2 separate regions of the Sus scrofa genome follow, and region 1 is linked to region 2. A link is a contact called in public HiChIP or PLAC-seq data. All regions are on one chromosome and are shown on one strand. Each heading gives the region's core, a stretch centred on a gene start, on an enhancer-like site or on the middle of the called end of the contact. The rest is flanking DNA. Distances are from core to core; before and after follow the strand shown. Region 1 has its middle 55 kb from the start of MIR151. Region 2 has its middle 36 kb from the start of DENND3.

Region 1 (6,409 bases), core at 2,877-5,376, 290 kb after region 2:
GTAACGGTGATGGCTGCACAGAGAACTTCATGCCGCTGAACTTTCCACTCGAAAAATGGTCAGAGCTCCCGCTGTGGCCCAGCGGGAGCAAACCCAGCTAGGACCCATGAGGACGTGGTTTTGACCCCTGGCCTCACTCAGTGGGTTAAGGATCCAGCGTTGCTGTGAGCCGTGGAGTAGGTCCCAACATGGCTTGGACCTGGTGTCGCTGTGGCTGTGGTTAGGCCGGCAGCTACAGCTCGGATTAGACTCCTAGCCTGGGAACTTAGATGTGTCGTAAGCGCAGCCCTGAAAGAACAAAAAAGAAAGTTAAAATGGGAGCTCCCAGGTAGCGTAGCAGTTAAGGATCCGGCATTGGCACTCACTGCTGTGGTGCAGGTTCAATCCCTAGCCTGGGAACTTATGTGTGCCATGGGCTCAGCCAAAAAAAAGTTTAAAAAAGTTAAAATACTGGATTTTGTGTTATATGCTTTTACCGAAGTAATATAAATTTTATTTACAAATACTAGGGACCTATGGATATAGGGTATGTGTATGTACTTTTTTTTTTTTTTTTTTTTTTTTTTTAGGGCGACACCCGTGGCATGTGGAAGTTCCCAGGCTAGGGGTCTAATTAGAGCTACAACTGCTGGCCTCCACCACAGCCACAGCCACAGCCACGCCAGATCTGAGCCACATCTTTGACCTACACCACAGCTCACGGCAACGACGGATCCTTCACCCAGTGAGCGAGGCCAGGGGTCAAAACCACGTCCTGTACTTTTTTTAAAACACAAAATGCCATGTGGCTATGGCTGTGGTGTAGGCCAGTGGCTACAGCTCCCATTAGACCCCCACCTGGAACCTCCATAGGCCGCTGGTGCGGCCCTCAAAAGACAAAAAAGAAACAAAAATCAGCTGATATGCCCCAGGGCTCTTTGTAGCCATGTGCAAGCAGCGCCCTCCCGCTCTCCGCCCTGCCATCACTGCCCGGATCCGGTCTGCGCTCCGTTTTCTCCTCCCCGCGGCAGGTGTCTTTCCCGCCAGCCTACGAATGCGGACCCAGCGGGAGCAGGCACCTCTGGTGCCATCTGGCCAGTCGGTGTCAGCTCCCTGGTGCCCTTCCCTTCCTGTGGGTGCCCTTGAGGGGACACACCCCGGCTGGTGGCTGGCGGCTGCTGAGCTTGTTTGTGACACGCGGGAGGTCCTCCTCCTGTGCTTCCTGTAACCGGGGTGGAGTGAAGGGCGGGGCCGGGTGTGTGCCTGGAACACGCCTCACGGCTGGGACACGTGCCTCGGGTGGGACCCGCCACCACTCAGTTGCGTTTCCCCTTTGGATAAAAAGTGTCTGAGCTGACATTTGAGATTCTCCCCAGCACCACCCAGAATACCTGGGATGCAGCTGCCCATCCTTCCCAGGAGTTGAGCATTTTGCAGAAAATGGCAAATCGAAAACCCAGTTTCCACAAATATCTTCCTTAGGTGGTTCTGACCCTGAGAACTCGAGCCATTCTGATCCTGGAAAATGGGCCGGTACCAGCTGTAGCCTAGTCTGGTAGACGTTATATCCCGAAGGTGAAGCTAGGGGGACGTCCGCTGCCAGGAAATCACAGCACCTCATCCCGAGCAAAGCCTCACGCCATCCCTCCGCAGAGAGCGCACGGAGGGCTCCCCCCTCGGTTTCATCTGAAGACGAGCAGAGTCCACAAACCTCTTCGGTAAAAAGCCGATGGTAACACTTTCAGGCTTTGTAGGTTGTGTGTGCTCCCTGTCACTTTTTTTTTTTTTTTCGACAACACTTTAAAAGTGTAAAAGCATTCCTAGCTTGCTGACCCGTAGGGTGTGTGCATCTTTAAATTACCATCAGACCATGTGGCACAGGCACACACACCCACTCAACCTCCAGTGGCTCCCTGGCACTTAGAATGAAACGTTAGAGTTCATTCTCCAACCCGGGGCCTGGCGTGGCCGGACCTGCCTGCTCCCTACTGGGGCTCGTGCCCTCCACCTCGACCACGTGGCCCAGGACATTCCCGATCGTGTGGACCTGTGGCTTTTGTCTGGGCAGCCATCACCAAGGTCAGCTTCAGAGCACGTCGTTGCTTCCAGAAGGAACCTGCTGTCCCACCCATCCCAGCCCCTGGCCCTCACGACTGCTTTCTGGCTCCACAGCTCCGCCTCTTCTGGATCTCGTACAGATGGGTCATACCACGTGTGGTCCTCGGTGTGTGGCTGACTCACTCGGCGCTGTGTTGTCCAAGGCCGGCCGTGCTGCAGTTTGTCTCAGTGCTTCTTGCCTTTTCATCCCTAAATAATATTCCACCGCGTGGATCGCCCCATCGCATCAGCAGATGGACGTTTGGGTTGTATCTACTTTTCCGTTATATCTCTGAGTAACGCTCCCCTGACTTTTGTGTACATGTTTTCGTGTGGACTTAGGTTTTTATTTATCTCCAGTACAGTCCTAGGAATGGAATTTCTGGGTCATCTGATAATTCTATGTTTAACCATTTGAGAAACTGACAGAGTGTTTTCTAAAGCATCCGCACTGTTTTCCGTACGAGGATTCCCGTCTCTGCACAGCCTTTGCCACCACTTGCAAATCTTCCCTTTTCTTGGCCCTGTCCTAAGTCCTGGGGCCCAGGAGTGAACACACGGGTCATTAAAGAGTACATCAGCAGCTCCTCCAGTCAGTCCAGACCAGAAGGATATAAGCCCAGTTCTTTCCATGTGATCATCAAAATCCAAACTATTGTCTGGTTTGAAATATTTCTCCTCCCTCCATGTAGACGCAACGTGGGAACCTGGATCGGGGCAGCCCGACCTGCAAGCGCTGGCGGGACCCCCACAGTGACACCTGGGTTCTCCTGCCACCCCAACAGTTTCATAGGACGTGGGCCGCACACAGGTCCGCCTGTGGCTGCGCTGGACCAAGACAAAAGTATGACTTGTCCAACAACAGAAACAGCCAACCCTCCCCACCCCCGGCTAATGGGAGCACAGCTACTGCTTTTCCAGCCACAGAACTGCCCCCGGTTCCCAACTGTGTCTGATCCAGGGCAAACCCCGCTTTCTCAGCCCTCCCCCAAATAGCCTCCCGCCACCCCAAGCCCCCCTGGACTAGGCTGAGTAAGGGTCCCCACAGTGTCCCCATCCCAATCCTCGGACCTGTGAGTGTCCCTTCTGTGGCAAGTGGACATCCCTGCGATGAGATGCTGGGGGTGGGTCTGTCACCTGATGGGCCTGGGGGCATCCGGAGGCTGCATGGGAAGGGGAGGAGGCAGGCGACAGTGAAGCCTGGGACTGGATGTGGTGCCCAGGAAGGAGGAGGGCGCTGAGAAGCTGGAGAAGTTGGGAAGGACCCTCTAGGCTTGCGGAAGGGGCTGGCCCACCGGCCCTGCCTTCAGCCCAGCGAGACCGAGACTGGGTCCAGGCGTCTGGCTTCAACCATAAGGGGAGGCACGCGCGTTGCCCGAGGCCAGCGGCCCTCAGGTCTGCTGTGCACAGAAAAGTCCTTTCTAGAGATGCCCCCCCACCCCGCCCTCAGGACACGGGTCCCCCTCGCGGCATGTGCCCTCGGTCTCGGCTCCAGGGCATCAACCCGGGTGTGTGGGCCTGGGTGGGGGCGGGGGCTGTGCTGATGTCACAGCGGTGACCTGGCGTCAGTGTCCCCCAGCCCCCAGCCACAGCATGAGGTCAAAGCCGACTCTACTTGAAGGTAATTTTGCAAATTCCAAGGACTGGGGTCCTCAGACTCTAATCCTCCCTCCAGCCTTCCTGTCCCCCCCCCCGCCGCCCTCACCCCCAGCCCCTCTGCCCCCTTGAGTTGCCCTTGGACCAGCCTCGCCCTTGGTGGGGAGACCACAGCCCAGCCTCTCCCTCTGCCCCGCCTTCCCAGGCCCTGCCCCGCCTCCAGCCCTGACTCCTGCCACACCCTCCCCCTTGGGTGCTGGGAAGCTGCCCCTCGGGCATGAGGGCCTCTGCCAACCTGGCTGCCTGCTGTGTCTCTCAGCCAGGCCACCTCTGCCTCCGGCTGCTCTAAGGCGCTAGCCAGCTGTCCTGCCGGTGGAAAGTGACCTGGAGCATCTGCTAATGAGTAACTTCTCAGGAAATTATTACAAATCTGCTGCTACTGAGTGAGTCACAGGAAATGGGGGGGCGGGGGTTACCCCCAAAGACACAGACACGTAGCTACGGGAAACCCAGTGCCAGCTTTAAGGACACCAGCCGCTCACCACTGTATCTACACGGTGCCACGCTCAACTTGTTTCTTTTGAACTTCCTTCTCCGCTCCTGATGGAACATTTCAGTGGAATCCAACGTCCCCACATCCTGTTGTTGTTGCTGCTCTTTAAGGTCAAAGATTCTTCAGCCTCCCCGTTCTTCCATTACCTTCAGGGCATCGCTCAGCTTCAGAATTCGTGCTCGGCATCGTAATTTGTAAACGCGATGCCAGGTCCTTTCTGCTCGTGCCGTGGACACCTTCCCAGAACTTTCCCCTCTTGTTAATCCTGAGCTGCCGTCCTTCCGAGGCTGCAGCCCCACTTCTCCCCCCGCCTTCCTGACTCCGGTGCTGCCTGCCCTTCTCCAAGGGGCCTCTCTGTGACACCCCCGAGGGCAGGTGTTGGGGGGTGGGGGGCCTCCTGGGCCTGTGGAGGGAAGGAGGGCCCTCGCTCCTGCCCTTCCTCCTCTGCCCACAGCTCCTCGCGTCATGTGTGGGCTCCATCCCGGGTCCCCAGGGATGGGGGCTGGGTGGGGAGCCTTGTATCCAGGGCGCACTGCTCCCAGGTGGGGGTGTCCAGGAGGTCAGCTGGCCTGTGTCAGTGAGGAGGGAGCCCCTGGCTGCCCCAGGTCACCGGGGAGTGTGGAGAGCTCCAAAGGGCACCTTTCCAGAGGCTCCACTTCTACATGCGTCTCTCTGTGCAGAAGGAAGGCTACTCTGGGGTCCCCGGTCCACCTCGGAGAAAGGCACGGCCAGGCCAGGACCGTGCACCCTGCGATTGACTCTGGGCGCGTTGGCTGTCAGGATGCTCCGGGTTCAGGGAGGTGGCGGAGTGGGGCTGGGGCGGGGCAGCTGGACGGGGCCCTTTGTGTCTGGATGGGCGTCCAAGAACAGAGCGGCCAAGCGGGTATCTCAGGAGAGCGAAGCGAAGAAAGACATTGGTAAGAAGTATCAAATGGCAAAAATACATTGTTAGCCATGTCAGCCATTCTCCTTCTGTGCTAACCTTGCCCTGGTTGGCATGGTGTTGGGCAGAGACAGCACCCCCTTCACACAGATGAAAGAGCGACGGCGACGATGACGATTCTGTGAAATCTAACTGGAGTGTTTTCTGGAACTGACCCCGTTCTCAAGATGCCCTGGATAAAACTTCAGCACCATCCCTTCCGGAGCAGATGAGTGTCAGTCAGCGAGGCAGCCAAAACCCGTGTCCTTCAACCGTCCCTAGAACTGCTCTAATTGCGATCAACTTCATCTTATTTCATCTTCTCAAACGCTTACCAGTTCCTGCCTCAACAGCGCAAAGTGCCTGTGACACAGGAGCTGTCACAGTGATTGCGTTTAAACGGTATACGTACTTTCCTCTTTTTTTAGTTTATAGGAAAATCCGGTCGTGGCGTTTAACGAAAAGAGTGGAATAACCTCAGAAGCCAAACCTCACGTCAGCTGACGTAGTCACAGCCACTTACCAGAGGGTACTGTGCTTCCCATCAAGCTCCTTCCTTCCTAAGTCTTCTCACGCCGAGTAGTTACTATAAATGAGATAATGCTGCAGAACACACTGGTTTGTTCTCTTGATCTTGACACGTTATAAAAGAGATACAGTAATTGTATTAGACCTTTTTCAATTTAATTCTCACGGCTTTCAGTAATCTGCCTTACAGAATGCTTTCCTTGGTTCCTGTCGTGGCGCAGTGGTTAACGAATCCGACTAGGAACCATGAGGTTGCGGGTTCGGTCCCTGCCCTTGCTCAGTGGGTTAACGATCCGGCGTTGCTGTGAGCTGTGGTGTAGGTTGCAGACCGGCTCAGATCTCGCATGCTGTCTCTGGCAGATGGTGCTACACTCCGATCGACCCTAGCTGGAACCTCCATATGCGCAGCGGCCAAAAATACAAAAGACCAAAAAAAAAAAAAAAAAAAAAAAAAAAGAATGCTTTCCTTGGTTCCCGTCGAGGCGCAGTGGAAATGAATCTGACTAGTGTCCATGAGGATGCGGGTTCGATCCCTGGCCTCACTCATGGGTTAAAGATCTGGTGTTTCCGTGAGCTGTGGTGTAGGCCGTCGGCTGTGGCTCCGATTCCACCCCTAGCCTGGGAACCTCCATGCGCCGCGTGTTCGGCACTAAGAAAAAAAAAAAAGACAAAATGCATTCCTTAATTTAATTCAAAGTGGATTCTACGATGTTCCTGGTGTCAGCATTTGAATT
Region 2 (5,924 bases), core at 1,588-4,087:
AATGCAGTTATTGCAAAACCTGCACAGCTGGTGTGGCCACAGGGAAATGAAGGGGCTTTTGGCCCAAGCAGCACTGCAGCTCCCTTAGAGTCACAATGACTAATGTGACATCCACACGTGGCCAAGATGTGGACGGGCAGGAAAGAACCAAGCGGGGGGTGGGGGAGCTGGGTGGGGCCTTTCCTCTGTCTCTGTCTCTGTCTGTCTCTCTCGCTCTCGTTTCCGCTCTGGTTATCACATTGCTGAGATGAACCATTAAATTCAGGAAGGAAGACAGTGGGGGTGTGGTCACGGAGGTGTTGGGCTGTGGGGGTGTAAGGGATGCAGGGGTTCAGGGCAGCTCAGTTCACTTCTAGGAGCCTCGGTTTTCCCATCTGTCAAGTGGGCTTGCAGACTGGCTACTGTGAGAGGTGATGGCTGCCATCCCTGGGCTTGGTTCTAACCCTGTCCTCGGGGCGGCTTCACTTCCTTCCCTTTTTCCTGCCCCGCTGCTCACAGGGTTAAGCAAGACTTTGCTTGTTTACTGGCTGCAAGACCTGAGCTTGCAGCAGCTGTCTCATCTCTGCCACTTAGCAATGGGCACCGCACCCATTGAAAGTGGGCACAGCAGGGCCACCTCCCTGGGCTTTCGAGGGGGCTCACTCTTCCCTTAGATACCTGTGCACAGAGGACTCTCTGGCCCCTCCTGCGCGGGACCAACAGCTTGGCTCCAGGCTCTGCCTCTGCTGCCCTGTCCTTCTCCTCTCTATCCCTGTACTGGCAGGTCCTGAGCTGGCCCTGAGCGAAGCCAGACTCTGCTCTTTTCTTCAAAGCCAAAAAACAAAGGCTTGCATCATGTGCTATTGCTCAGCACTTTGGGAGAAGAGGGTAAATATGAGGCAGAACTCCAGAGAGGCAGGGCCCATCTCCAGGTTAAACTCCTGCTCTGTGCTGCTCTCTGCCAGACATCCTACAATATGGTCTGGTTATAATATTGTTACAGGTAAGTCATCCTCTTCTTACAGACGAGACCAAGTTTACCACATAGTCTGGCTCCTAATAGACTTCGAAAAATATCTGTTGGATCGGTGCATGGACGATGGATGGACAGAAAGGTGGGTGAATGGACGGATGGATGGAAGGATGGACGGATAGATGGATGGATGAGAGTATAACTTGCCTACTCAGAGCTTGCCAATGGCAGAGCTGGCGAGGGTCCTACTTCAAGTGCAGGCTCTTCCTTCTTGTCCTCTGGAGTCGGTCACTGAATCTACACGTCGGCAGCTCCCACATTTATATCCTTATCCTAACCCCTCCCTGAGTCCCAGCACCTTCTCTCTGAGGTGGCTAGGTTTCTCCTTCTGGACATTTCGGGGCAGGGCCAGTCTCACGGACATGCCACGTGTGCAGACGCACAGGCCACACACAGAAGAGCCCCACACTTGGTTTAATGCTCTGCTGTTGCCATCATGAAATGATCGGTATTTTATCTTTGAACGTGTGCTTCCTAACTGAAGTCTCATGGGGCAATGGAAGAAGAATGTGAGCAGGGGAGATTCATGCAGTACCCTTATTTCTGGTTCCTCGTGGCCCCACACACATGCTGTGTTTGAGATGCCACTGGAGCACCGAATTCTGGCGGACCCACCATCTACCCCTGCACCCACTCACCCGTCATCTACCCATCCACCCATCTGTCCACCTTCCATCCCTCCACCTGTGAGTACAAGGTCGTGTACTGTGGGTGTGGCCAGTTTCCACAGAAGACCGGTAGACGGTGCACCTGCCAAGAGTGACACCAAAACGGCAGAGTGAGCTTTGTATACTTACCACTCTTCTGGCAAGGACAAAATACACTTGCACGTACAAACGGCAAAATACAAATTGTGCAATGGTAGTGAGTCCACGTACAAGCTAAGTACTTTGCATTTAAAAGTGGTCCCTACAACACAAAAATGAACATCAAAAAATTCAAAATTGTGTTTATTTTGTTTCATTGGTATTATAAATTTAATTGGTATTTCTTCAAAACACAGGAGTTCCCGTCATGGTGCTGAGGAAATGAATCCAACTAGGAACCATGAGGTTTCAGGTTCAATCCCTGGCCTCGCTCAATGGGTTAAGGATCCGGCAGTGCTGTGAGCTGTGGCGTAGGTCGCAGATGTGGCTCAGATCCCACGTTGCTTTGGCTGTGGTGGAGGCCGGCAGCTGAAGCTCCCATTGGACCCCTAGCCTGGGAACCTCCATATGCCTGGGGTGAGGACCTAAAAAGAAAAAAAAAAAAAAAAGATGTAAATTTTTTCACTTTTCCTTACTTAGAATGACACTAAATAGCCAATTAAACACATGGTGACAGGGACTTCCCATTGTGGGGCAGCAAAAACGAATCCCAGTAGTACCCATGAGGACGTGGGTTTGATCCCTGGCTTCGCCCAGTGGGTGGGAGATCGGCACTGAGCTGCGACGTAGGTCGCAGCCGAGGCAAACACACAAAAACACCGAACAAAACAAACAAACAAACAAAAACAAGAACACCGGAGGAATGATGGAATGATGGGACGAGGCCCTGAGCCCGCAGACCCGGAGTTCTGCCCCCTAGAGGGCGGGGCGGACGATCTTGACCTTGACCCTTTCCCTCCCAGCGGACTGTCGGCGGCGTCTGCAGCCGTTCCCTGGTTCCTCGTCGGTGGATTCCTTCACTCCGCAGCGCGTTCTTCTCCCCCAGGAAGAGACCAGCTGGGGACTCAGGCCGGGGAAGGAGCCGCCGGAGGGGCAGCGCGGGAAAGGCGAGCGCCTCCCCCCAGCTCTGCCCGCCCGGCTTCGCCCCGCCTCCCCGGCCGGCCCTTCCTACGGGGCGGAGTGTGCGCCCCCTGCTGGGAGCGGGGAGAAGGGCCCGGACCGGGTCCCGCGGTCGCTCGCGTTTGTCTCCAAGCCTCTGAGCCTCGGTGGGGCGGAAGACAGCTCCAGCGTTCAGGGTTCCAAAGGCACTCGCCCTTTGACCCTGCCATCCCACTCCTAGGGATTTCGTGCAAGCACGTCCACACCTACAGGGCAAGATGACGGAGAAGACGTGGGTACGAGGTTATCGCTGATAAATAAGCAGCGTCAGGTGAGCAGGATGGACATGAGAGAAAGCCCTGCGGTCAGAGGGACGGAAGGGGGGCCAGCGGTGCTCAGCGGTCTTGGCTCCCGTCCCGAGCGGCACTCCCTGGACAAAGATTCCTGGGGGTGGGGACCGGGGGCCAGAGGGCAGTGTGGGGTGGGGTGCCAGGCGGAATGTCCTCAGGTGACGTCACAGGAAGGCTGAGCCAGATCCTGCAGGGGACTCTGGAGGGTGAGCGAAGCCTCATCATCCTTGGGGCTAAGTTAGGACCTGCCCCCCAGCCCAAGGCAAGGGGGAGGGGCCTTAGTTCTCCCTGCCAATCAGTCGCTGAGCCAGGGTCTGTTCTCCAAATGGGAGCCTTAGGCGCCAGCCCTGGGAGGGAAAGCAGCAAAGTCGGAGGAGGGGTGGTGCGCCCACCCTCCAGGGCTGAGCGGACCGGCAGAGCCCCAGCACCGGCTGCGGAAAGCGTCAGGGAACAAAGGCAAGCGGGGAAGGGCAGGCCGAGCCTACAGCCCAGCCAGGAAGGCTGGGAGCCTAGATACTGCATTTGCTCCCTGCAGGAGAGCAGGTGAATCTGGATCGGAGGCAGCCTCTGGGGGAGTCCCCAGGAAGCAGGGTGACAGGATGAGTGACCACCTTTTCCTTGTCACACTTCCGTACTTTCTTTTCATTATTATTTGTCTTTTTGGGGCCACACCCACGGCACATGGAGGTTCCCAGGCTAGGGGTCTAATGGGAGCTGTAGCTGCCTGCCTTCTATAGCAACGTGGGATCCAAGCTGTGTCTGCGACCTACACTGCAGCTCTCAGCAACGCTGGATCCCTAAACAACTGAGTAAATCAGGGATCGAACCCGCAACCTCGTGGTTCCTAGTCGGATTCGTTAACCACTGCGCCACGACAGGAATTCTTGTGCTTTCTTTTTAAAATTTCCACCAAATACCGCTTATACCTGCTCAAAAAATGACATTACATTAAAAACCAATCTTGCCACGTTCATGGACTGGAAGACTCACCATTCTCAGGTTGGGTGAACAGATCTCTGCGTGATCCCTCTCAGAATCCCAGCCAAGATAGACCTCGGGCCCCCAGAGCCTGCTTTGCCCACACACACAGAAGTCTGAAGTGGCTAGGAATTCACATCACCCCACACATAGCTTCTTTGCAGAAATTGACGGACTGATCCAAAAGTTCACCTGGGCATTGAAGAGACTATAGAATGACTAAAATAATCTTTTAAAAAAAGAGCAAAGTTGGAAAACCCACGGTCTTCATTTCAAAACTTACCGTAAAGTTACGGTAATTGAGGCTGTGTAAGGTACTGGCATAAGGGCAGAAGAATGGGTCAACGAAATAGAACTGAGGATCCGGAAATAAGCCCTCACATGTATGGACAGTTTTTTTTTTTTTTTTCAGCTGTGCCCACGGCATGTCGACATTCCCAGGCCAGGGAGAACCACAGCAGCAGCCCAAGCCACTGCAATGACAATGCTGGATCCTTAACCTGCTGCACCACAAGGGAACTCCCTGGACAATTCACTTTTGATAAGAGTTCCAAAACACTTCAATGGGGAAGGGAAGAACATTTTCAACAGAGGTGCTGGGACAACTGGATGCAAATGAATGAAGCTGACCCCTACCTCACACCACATACACAATTAGCTCAAATGGAGCAATGATCTCAGTGGAAGAGCTGCAACGATAAAATTCTTAGAAGGAAATGTAGGGGTAAACGTTCATGAGCTTGGATTAGGCACTGAGCTCTGATCTCCCTAAGGTCCCGTCTCCAGATGCTGTCACAGTGGGGGTTAGGGGTGTCAACAAGTGAATCTGGAGGAGATGCAGTTCAGTCCACACACCACTCACAGCCACCAGGGTTGGATTATTCAGAGGCAGGTGATAAAGACTATGGGAGAAAATGTGGAGGGACCCTGCTGGAGGGGACTCCTGCTTTCGCAGTTGCTGGCCTCAGGAAAATCAGCATAAGATGAGCTTTCAAAACCCAAGAATCTTTCTTCATCATTATGGTGGCAAAATATACATAACAAGGAGTTTACTATGTTAAATATTGCAAGTGCCCAGTTCAGTGGCCTTAAGTATATTCACATTGCTATTTTTTAAAGTACATTCACGTTGCTGAAGACCCTTCAAAATTCAGCCAGTTACACAAACCCAAGCCCCCAAGCAAGTTTAGAGATAATCCGCCTGCATGAGACACCCCCGAGGGAGCATAAACCCAGTCATTAGGCATGAATGAAAAGAGGCCACGCCTTTGGCGGCGAACCAAGACAGGCCAAAGGTTGGCCAAAGTCCTTGGGGCAAAGTTGGCAAAATTCCTCAGCTCAAAGGAGCACACGTCAGCTTTTACAGGCTGTTGCATGACATGGCACACTGGCCTGGCTGTTCCACCGGTTCAAACCTCAGCTCATCCCTCCCCCGCTGTGCCCCTGAGCTTTTCCTGGTCTGTAGCCTGGAGCTGAAAAGCCAGCTGCCCAGGGGGCTGTCATGAGGGGTAAACAAGATGATGCTAATGAGCACAGAGCGCAGAGCCCACCCCCCGCGTGGGGCTCAAGCCTGGGGGCGGGTACGACCCTGTCTGACCTCTCCAGCCGCAAAGCCAACCCCCTTCTCCCAGCCCCCAACCCCAGGGCATCAGACCCTTCCGCAGTGACCCCTTCATCACAGACATCCCGCTCCCTGTCCTTTGGCTCTCCCCACACTGACCTCCCCCACGTGAACTGGTCTCCCCAACCTCCACACCTGTACTTATTGCTGTGGGTTCAATTGCGTCCCTCCGCCCCCAAAAGATACGCTCAAGTCCTAACCCCTGGTGCTGTGAATGT

Evidence for each region. HiChIP or PLAC-seq counts read pairs in DNA pulled down with a chosen protein or histone mark.
Region 1: a contact with region 2 is called in an H3K27ac HiChIP or PLAC-seq map of alveolar macrophages. The contact joins two enhancer-like sites. A contact is called at or near these places in 3 of 47 Hi-C or Micro-C datasets (embryonic fibroblasts, heart right ventricle and mesenteric adipose tissue) and 1 of 2 datasets of contacts at active chromatin or transcription factors (alveolar macrophages).

Annotation. Positions count from the first base shown.
Region 1 is chr4:2,901,110-2,907,518 of Sscrofa11.1, forward strand. No RefSeq gene overlaps it. Among named protein-coding and RNA genes, the nearest start is that of MIR151, 55 kb to the left of the region's middle. Within about 2 kb of position 4,127, at least 27 of the 83 cell types and tissues checked have an H3K27ac peak or open chromatin away from gene starts, as enhancers often do. A contact at or near this core is called in alveolar macrophages and embryonic fibroblasts, where this site is marked.
Region 2 is chr4:2,610,719-2,616,642 of Sscrofa11.1, forward strand. No RefSeq gene overlaps it. Among named protein-coding and RNA genes, the nearest start is that of DENND3, 36 kb to the left of the region's middle. Within about 2 kb of position 2,838, at least 52 of the 83 cell types and tissues checked have an H3K27ac peak or open chromatin away from gene starts, as enhancers often do. A contact at or near this core is called in alveolar macrophages and embryonic fibroblasts, where this site is marked.